Linked DNA regions of Cricetulus griseus: region 1 is linked to region 2. The links are chromatin contacts, called in public Hi-C maps. All regions are on one chromosome and are shown on one strand. Each heading gives the region's core, a stretch centred on a gene start, on an enhancer-like site or on the middle of the called end of the contact. The rest is flanking DNA. Distances are from core to core; before and after follow the strand shown.

Region 1 (3,463 bases), core at 131-2,630, 110 kb before region 2:
CCCCCTTCTGTTTTCTCCTCCTTTTGGAGCTCCTGGTGTGTTTGTAATGCTCCACACTCATCTGAGACAGACTTCTTGTTTCCGAAGAAGTCTAGCCCTTGCAGCACCTCCGAAGAATCAGGATTGCATTTCCTTTTTCCTACCTAAAACCCCCAAAATTTCAAATGAGATCTGCTGCCAGAATAGTGCTGTTTTCATCCAAACACGACTATCACTATGGAGGACAAGAATTCAGTAATTCATCATTTTAACCCTTTTAACCAGGAATCTGTTGTGTGTTTAGGCAAATGGGATGCAAACAAACACACCCCTCTCTGGCCTCCTTACACTGGCAGCAATGAATACTTACATTTTACTACATGTCAAGCATGTTTATTAGATACTAAATTACTTCATCCTCACACCAACAGTTTAACAATAGCACTGCAGTCAAGACGAAGAAACAGACATTGCCCCCCACAAAGGTTCTGTTCTCTTACGGTAAGGTTTATGATCGAAATGTTCACAAATGAGCCCCTGCTGACTTCCCTGCATGCTCACTACTTTTCTAAGACACGCCCCTCCCCGCATTTCAACATCACTCTTCTGGTTGGTTACTTAAAACGCCGCTGGTTGGAACGTTGAAAAGAACCATGTCCAGTAAATTCCAGCTATCTGCACACTTAAGTCAAACCTCGGTAGGCTACCGTGAAAAGACTGTTCTCCAAATTCCTTTCCTCTAGTTTCTGAGAAGAGGCCTTTGAAAGGATTCTAACTTTGAAAGTAAAGTAAGCCGGGCATTGGTGGCGCACGCCTTTAATCACAGTACTGGGAGGCAGAGGCAGGAGGATCTCTGTGAGTTCGAGGCCAGCCTGGTCTCCAGAGCGAGTGCCAGGATAGGCTCCAAAGCTACACAGAGAAACCCTGTCTCGAAAAAACAAAAAAACAAAAAGAAGAAGAAGAAGAAGAAGAAGAAGAAGAAGAAGAAGAAGAAGAAGAAGAAGAAGAAGAAGAAGAAGAAGTCGGGAAACAAAAGTGTCGGTGCCAGGCTTAACTGAGCCGACCGGGGCTCAGAAGACAGTGGTCCAGAAGTCTGGGGTCAAACTGAACCCTAAAGAAGGGGAATGCTGCCCCGGGGGCGGTCGGAGCCGGCTCCGGAATCCCGCGTGCCCGCTGCCCCGCAGCCAGCAATCACCCCACGGACCCCGCCCCTTCCCGGACACTCGGCTCCCCGTGTACAGTAAGCACCTGGAATCGAGCAGCGTCGGCCGAGAACCGCTTCACGTCGAACTTGGCGCCGGCTCCGAGCCGGCGAAACAGATCATAGGCATCCATCTTTACCCACAATGCCCCGCAGCCTCACAGCGCCTGTGTATACGACTTCCTCTCCGCGACTGCTTCCGGAGAGGCCGTAGGCGGAAGTAGCTCCAGGAGGCGGAGCCTGTGTGTGACAGGCGTGGTGTAGTTTGAGCTGTAGATTTCGTTCACAAAACAGACGCTTCTTGGGCGAGGGAGTGTTCTAGACTTGTATGGATAGTGTGGTGAACAACACGCCAAGATTCTGCACTTACTGTTACAGTCCAGCGGGGACGAGATACAGTTAATCAGCTACTGTAACTTAGGAAAATGAAAAGTGCTGTGAAGCATAGTTAAAGGTTTGATGGATAGAGAAGGGGTAGAGGCTACTTTTAGTTAGATTGGTCGGTTCAATCAAATGTTTGAACTGAGAAGGGGCTGCTTTTCCAAACACGAGAGCAGCATTCCAGATTAGGGGAAACCATTCTGAAGAAGGGAAACGGTCTGAGACATTGTTAGAACAGAAGCCAGGATCTGAGTTGCTCTCCAGTACCACACAAAAAAGGAAAGAGAAAAAGGAAAATAAAAGGGGGGATGAGGAAGGAAGTGGCTGGAGCTAAGTTTACAGGCTTACAGATGGAGGGGGCAAACAAACCTGAACTCAAAACAAGGGCATTGTGAAGTATTTGGATTTTGATGTAGACATGCTACAAAACTGAAAATGTTTATGGAAGGGGCAAGTATCTTAGTTTCATCCTCACTGTATTTGAAATACACAACTTTTTTTCCCCCTTTGTAGTGTTTCTCTCCTGGAGTGTAAGTCCACGAACATGAAGATCTACTTTGCTTTACTGTTGTATCCCTGGTTCTGTATGCTCTCAATAAATGTTTGATGAATGAATGTGTGAAAGTATCATACATAATTCCTCTAGTTATTTGAAGAAAAGACATACAATGAATAAGAGTGGAAATGGACACTAAAGTAGAAATGGTGTTGCCTTTGTCTGGGTTGATATCTATGCAAGTGTGGATAGATTTGGCATATAGTTTGGTGGTAGAGTTTAATGTACCTGGGATGAGGAAAAAGAATAAAAGATAACTAAGTACTAGGGTTTGGGCTGGGTTGATGGCATGCCATTTACTGAACTAAGAATAAAGGAAGAACAGCTTTTTTGGTTGGAGGCATAAAACATGGAATTGTTATGTTTTATAGATATGAAGATTTTTAGTTGATTAAGTGAAGCCATCCAAGTAGGTACCTGGACCTAAGAGTCTGAAGCTCAGGAATGAAGGTGAAGGCTGAAGAAGCAAAATTGGGAGCCATTAACATATAAATAGTACAGTACATATACTCAAGGTTCATATATCTATATCACATAGAGATAAATATATATCATGTATGTAATATATATGGCAGGACAGAGTGAAAAATAGGTTGTGGTGAGACTTTTACACTTAAGTAGAGTAGGTATGGAGTGAGCATGAGATGAGACTGGAAATTTTTTTCTCTGATTCCTTCTTATAGCTTACAGTGGGGATATCTTAATGTTTTAAGTATTTTTACTCCCAAAAAATAGTCCCCTCTCAAAGGAGGGGACTAGGGAGATGACTGAACAAACAAAGACGCTAACTCTGCAAACTTAATGATTCTACTTTGATCATGGGAACCCACGTAAAAGACCAGATAAAGCAGTGAAAAAGTTTGTAGCCTTTGGCTTAGTCAGGGCCAAAGTTTATCCAGGTAGATACAGTGGTGGTTATGGTTTCTCCCCCTCCAGTTATAGCCACTCGGTATTGATGGTTCACTAAAGAAATAACCTCTCAGGAGCTGAGAGGAAAGCTCTGTGGACGGCCTTGCTTACTAGGAAATGTTCAACATTGCACCAATGACTCAACTCCTGTCCATCCTTTCAGAGAATAGAGTTTCATTGCTCATTAAATTTGTGCTGTAGATCCATTGCTTTAAAAGCATGGGCTTGGAGTTCAGTCTGAATCTCACAGAGATCCATGTGCCTCTGCCTTCCGAGTGCTGGGGTCAGTAGTATGCACCACCATGCCTGGCCCATGTTCCTCTATTTTAGCTCTTTTCTTACTGCACTGCATTTTTATCTCCACATTTGTCCACGGTCTTTGCAGTTTCTGAAGCTGAGACCATGTGTTATGCCTCCTTTTAATACATTTGCTGAGC
Region 2 (3,497 bases), core at 146-2,645:
TGACATAGGGTCTCTCTACATAGCCCTGACTGTCCTGGAACTCATTGCAGACTAAGCTGGCCTTGCATTCTCAGAGATCTGGCTACCTCTGCCTCCTGAGTGTGTCACGCTGGTCTAATCTTGATTCTTATAATACATTGAAGCTTGGCTTCTCCAGTCTTCCAGTTTGCTTGTTTATATGTATTACTTAGTCACTCAGTAAGTCTTGGTACACAACTCCGATGTTCCTCTTTGGGGTGTGGAGTTGGAACTATATTGTTTTCACATATGTATTGGTATTCATGGCTCATCTCAGCAGGTGGGCAGGGAAGCACTGGGCGGGGACTTGAGTGATCTAGGTTCAGGGCTAGACCTTTCATCACTTCATGTGTAACAAAGGATGATCTACTTTTGCAGATTCTGATGTCCTCTGAGTGGGGACTCCGTGCTGGGTGGCCCTGTTCCTAGTGACAGATGGTTTATAGCTTTTGAGCTTTTATGAATCAGTTCTTAAGTTCTTGTAATATATACCAGGCAGATTTGAATAAAATAATCCATCTTTCAATAGATGCATTTATATGCCAGAGAGCTGATGGTTCACTGGATAAAGGCATCTGCCACCAAGCCTGAGGACCTGAGTTGGATCCCCAGAACCCACATGATTGAAGGCGAGAACTGACTCCCACAAGTTGTCCTCTGTTCTAAACACACACACACACACACACACACACACACACACACAGAGAGAGAGAGAGAGAGAGAGAGAGAGAGAGAGAGAGAGTAAATTAAATAAATAAATGTATTTAAGTACTCTGTGGGTATCATCTGCAAGGAAGGTACCCTTCCCCTCCCCTGAAACGGTGACCACGGTTCTGTTTCTGATCTTGTATTTGGGATCTGTGGTAGTGTTAGATCTTCACTTATCTTAGCTTTATACCCCACTGATCTTCCAGGAAGGAAGGATTAAACACATAGAATGGGAGCAGGACCCTGTAAGCTAACAAGGTTAGGCTGGATAGCCCTCTGGAGAACTTCCTTCTCATTCTTGTTCTCTTTCTTAGACCAACTTCCAGGAGCTATTTGGGGATCTCATGGATAGACTGGGTGTGCCCACCCCACCAGGGACCCATGCAGGCTCTGCTTAGCTCTGAACTCTCAAGGGACCCAATCAGGAAGTGACTGAGAGCCCCAGACAGAACCTGAAGACCACATTTATTGCTGGTGAAAGAAAAATCCCTAGGGGCAATGTAGTCAAATATAAATGAAACTATTGTAAAACATTTTTTAACTTTTTAAGATAAAAACAAATGTGTTCATGGTGTCAGAGTAGCGGGGGTGGGGAGGTCTTCACTGGGACACTACAGCTTTCAGGCATGATGACTCAGATTGTAACTCCTCCCCGTTTCAACACCAGCCCAAGAATTCAGGCACTTTCAGAGAATAGCTATCCAAGCAAGAGTGCTTGGAGGGCCCAGGCCACTGCCATGTGCTTAAATGATGCGGTATAGTTAAACCCATCACTTCTAAGTGTATGTGAAGATGGAGCCCCTGACCCTGGTCACATGATGAGGAAGGCTGCCTCTGTAGAGTTCAGCTTGAGGACTCAGTAAGGGGGAAACCGCAGCGTTAGTCACTGACCGGTGGGGGAATAGACAAAGGCTGTTTTTCAGTGGTTCACCCAGGAAAAACGATCTGTTCTTCCTTTGGGGGGTGGTTAGGATACTATACGTGGAAAAGAGGTCTCTGTTATCACCATACTCGTGTCCAGCCTGCAATCTCCCAAAGCCTGTTGAATTCAAAGCTTCAGAGTCTGGATCTGTCTTTTTAAATTTTGCTGCTCTTTTCTACGTATCACTGTCTCTGCACCTACTACAGTTTGGCTTGTATTGGACCACAGCTGGTCTGGGTTTGGTCCATCGATCAAGGCACCAGTCATCGGGGAGCTTGTTATAGATTACACATGCAGATCACCAGGCCCCACCTAGACCCCAGAGGGGCCATGTTTCACCAAGCCCTCCAGGGGAGTGTGAGAAGCACAGAATGTTTGGTTTGGAAACCGATGTTTGGTGAGTGTAAAAGGATAGCAGCTCAGCAAGAGGCACGGCTCATCCAGCGGCTACACTATCTATCCATAAGACTGAGCAAGTCACTGAATGGCGTTAGGCCTTGCATTTTTCATGTTGACAGCAGGTGCTTGGACTGCACCAAATGACACAAAAGCAATTTTTTGAGCATCTATAAAAGATGGACCAGCATGAGCCCTACCTTTAGGGAGCTTTACAACCCTGGAGTAGGGATAAGGGAGATATATCAGCAATGATAATACAAGATGAAAAACGGAAGTGTCCCAGAAGAAGAGCCACAGTGGTGCTCCAGGACTCAGGAAGGGAGGAGCCCCGGCCAGCTCAGCCTGAAGTCCTAAGGGCCACAGAAATGGCTGTGGGACTGATCGAAGAGCATTGTTTAGGTTTGTGTCACAGATTCTAACCTGGTGAGTAAATGGAAATAAAAAGAAAAATGAAAGCTCATAAAATCTTTCACTTTCTACCCATGTTTGATAACATACAACCCACAGGTGCTGTGAGGGCAGAGGCCTCCTCCCTGCTCATCTCCATGACCCCAGGGCGTGGCACAGGACAGGAGGATCCAGCAAGAACTCAGTCAGTATGTGTAGAATGGGACCAAAACTGAGATGGGAATGTAGCTCTCTGATGTTAGGGTGCTTGCCTGGCATGTGGGAAGCCTGGATTCAATCTCTAGTACCATAAACAACAACAAAAACATCTCCCCAGAGAATGGATTCCAACAGATGGTTTTCATGGGCAAGCCATGTACACCCTCCAGCCCTAGAAGTTAAGTTTTAAATACTCAACTGTGCACAGAAGATAAACTTTGAGGACAGAGAGAAGTGGAGATGAGGCCTGGATTACAAGGGTTGAGACTGAAAAGCTGCCCCAGCATGGGGAATATACAAGAAACCTTGATGCTCAGGACTCAGTAGAAAAACAGATACTGAGCAAAAAAATCCACCTTGACCCATCTAATTTGAAGGTGTGGCATTTGAATCACAATTGCCAGGAGGGGTAGTAAAGCAATTAGTTCATATGTCTAAACTCCCCAGGGCCCAAAAAGTCGGTGAAACAGCCTGAACACACCTGCTGAAGGAGAACCCACAGGAAATTACAAACTGGGCTGAGCTGGAAGGGTAGCTCAGGGATAGAGCATTTTCCCTCCCTCCCTCACTTCCTCCTTCCCTCCCTCCCTCCCCCTCCCTCCTTCTCTCCCTCCTTCTCACTTCAAAATACACCAGGAACAAGTGCTCTGAGTCAACAGAGCATCATTGTCAACAGAATTGCAAAAACAGAGTATTCTGAGAAAAATTGTGAAATGTATTAAAATATGTTTTAAATATGTTTTAAAATATTTAAAACAAAAGAGTAAAAAACAAAATCCCAGAAGACAGCACATTTCTGTTACTCTTGTGGTACTTGGCACCATTTTTTTTTTTAATTAGTTTC

The links. A called contact is a pair of places that touch in the nucleus more often than the background predicts.
Region 1: a contact with region 2 is called in a Hi-C map of fibroblasts, with 2.8 times the contacts expected there. The contact joins the promoter of Ddx52 here to the enhancer-like site in region 2. A contact is called at or near these places in 4 of 8 Hi-C or Micro-C datasets (the CHL-YN cell line, the CHO-K1 cell line and fibroblasts).

Annotation. Positions count from the first base shown.
Region 1 is chr7:97,187,105-97,190,567 of CriGri-PICRH-1.0, reverse strand. It overlaps Ddx52 (probable ATP-dependent RNA helicase DDX52), which reads right to left and starts at 1,380. Exons shown (of 15, transcript XM_027426439.2): 1 at 1,228-1,380; 2 at 1-143. The coding sequence starts at 1,314.
Region 2 is chr7:97,077,454-97,080,950 of CriGri-PICRH-1.0, reverse strand. No RefSeq gene overlaps it. Among named protein-coding and RNA genes, the nearest start is that of Hnf1b, 24 kb to the left of the region's middle. Within about 2 kb of position 1,395, at least 2 of the 6 cell types and tissues checked have open chromatin away from gene starts, as enhancers often do. A contact at or near this core is called in the CHO-K1 cell line and fibroblasts, where this site is marked.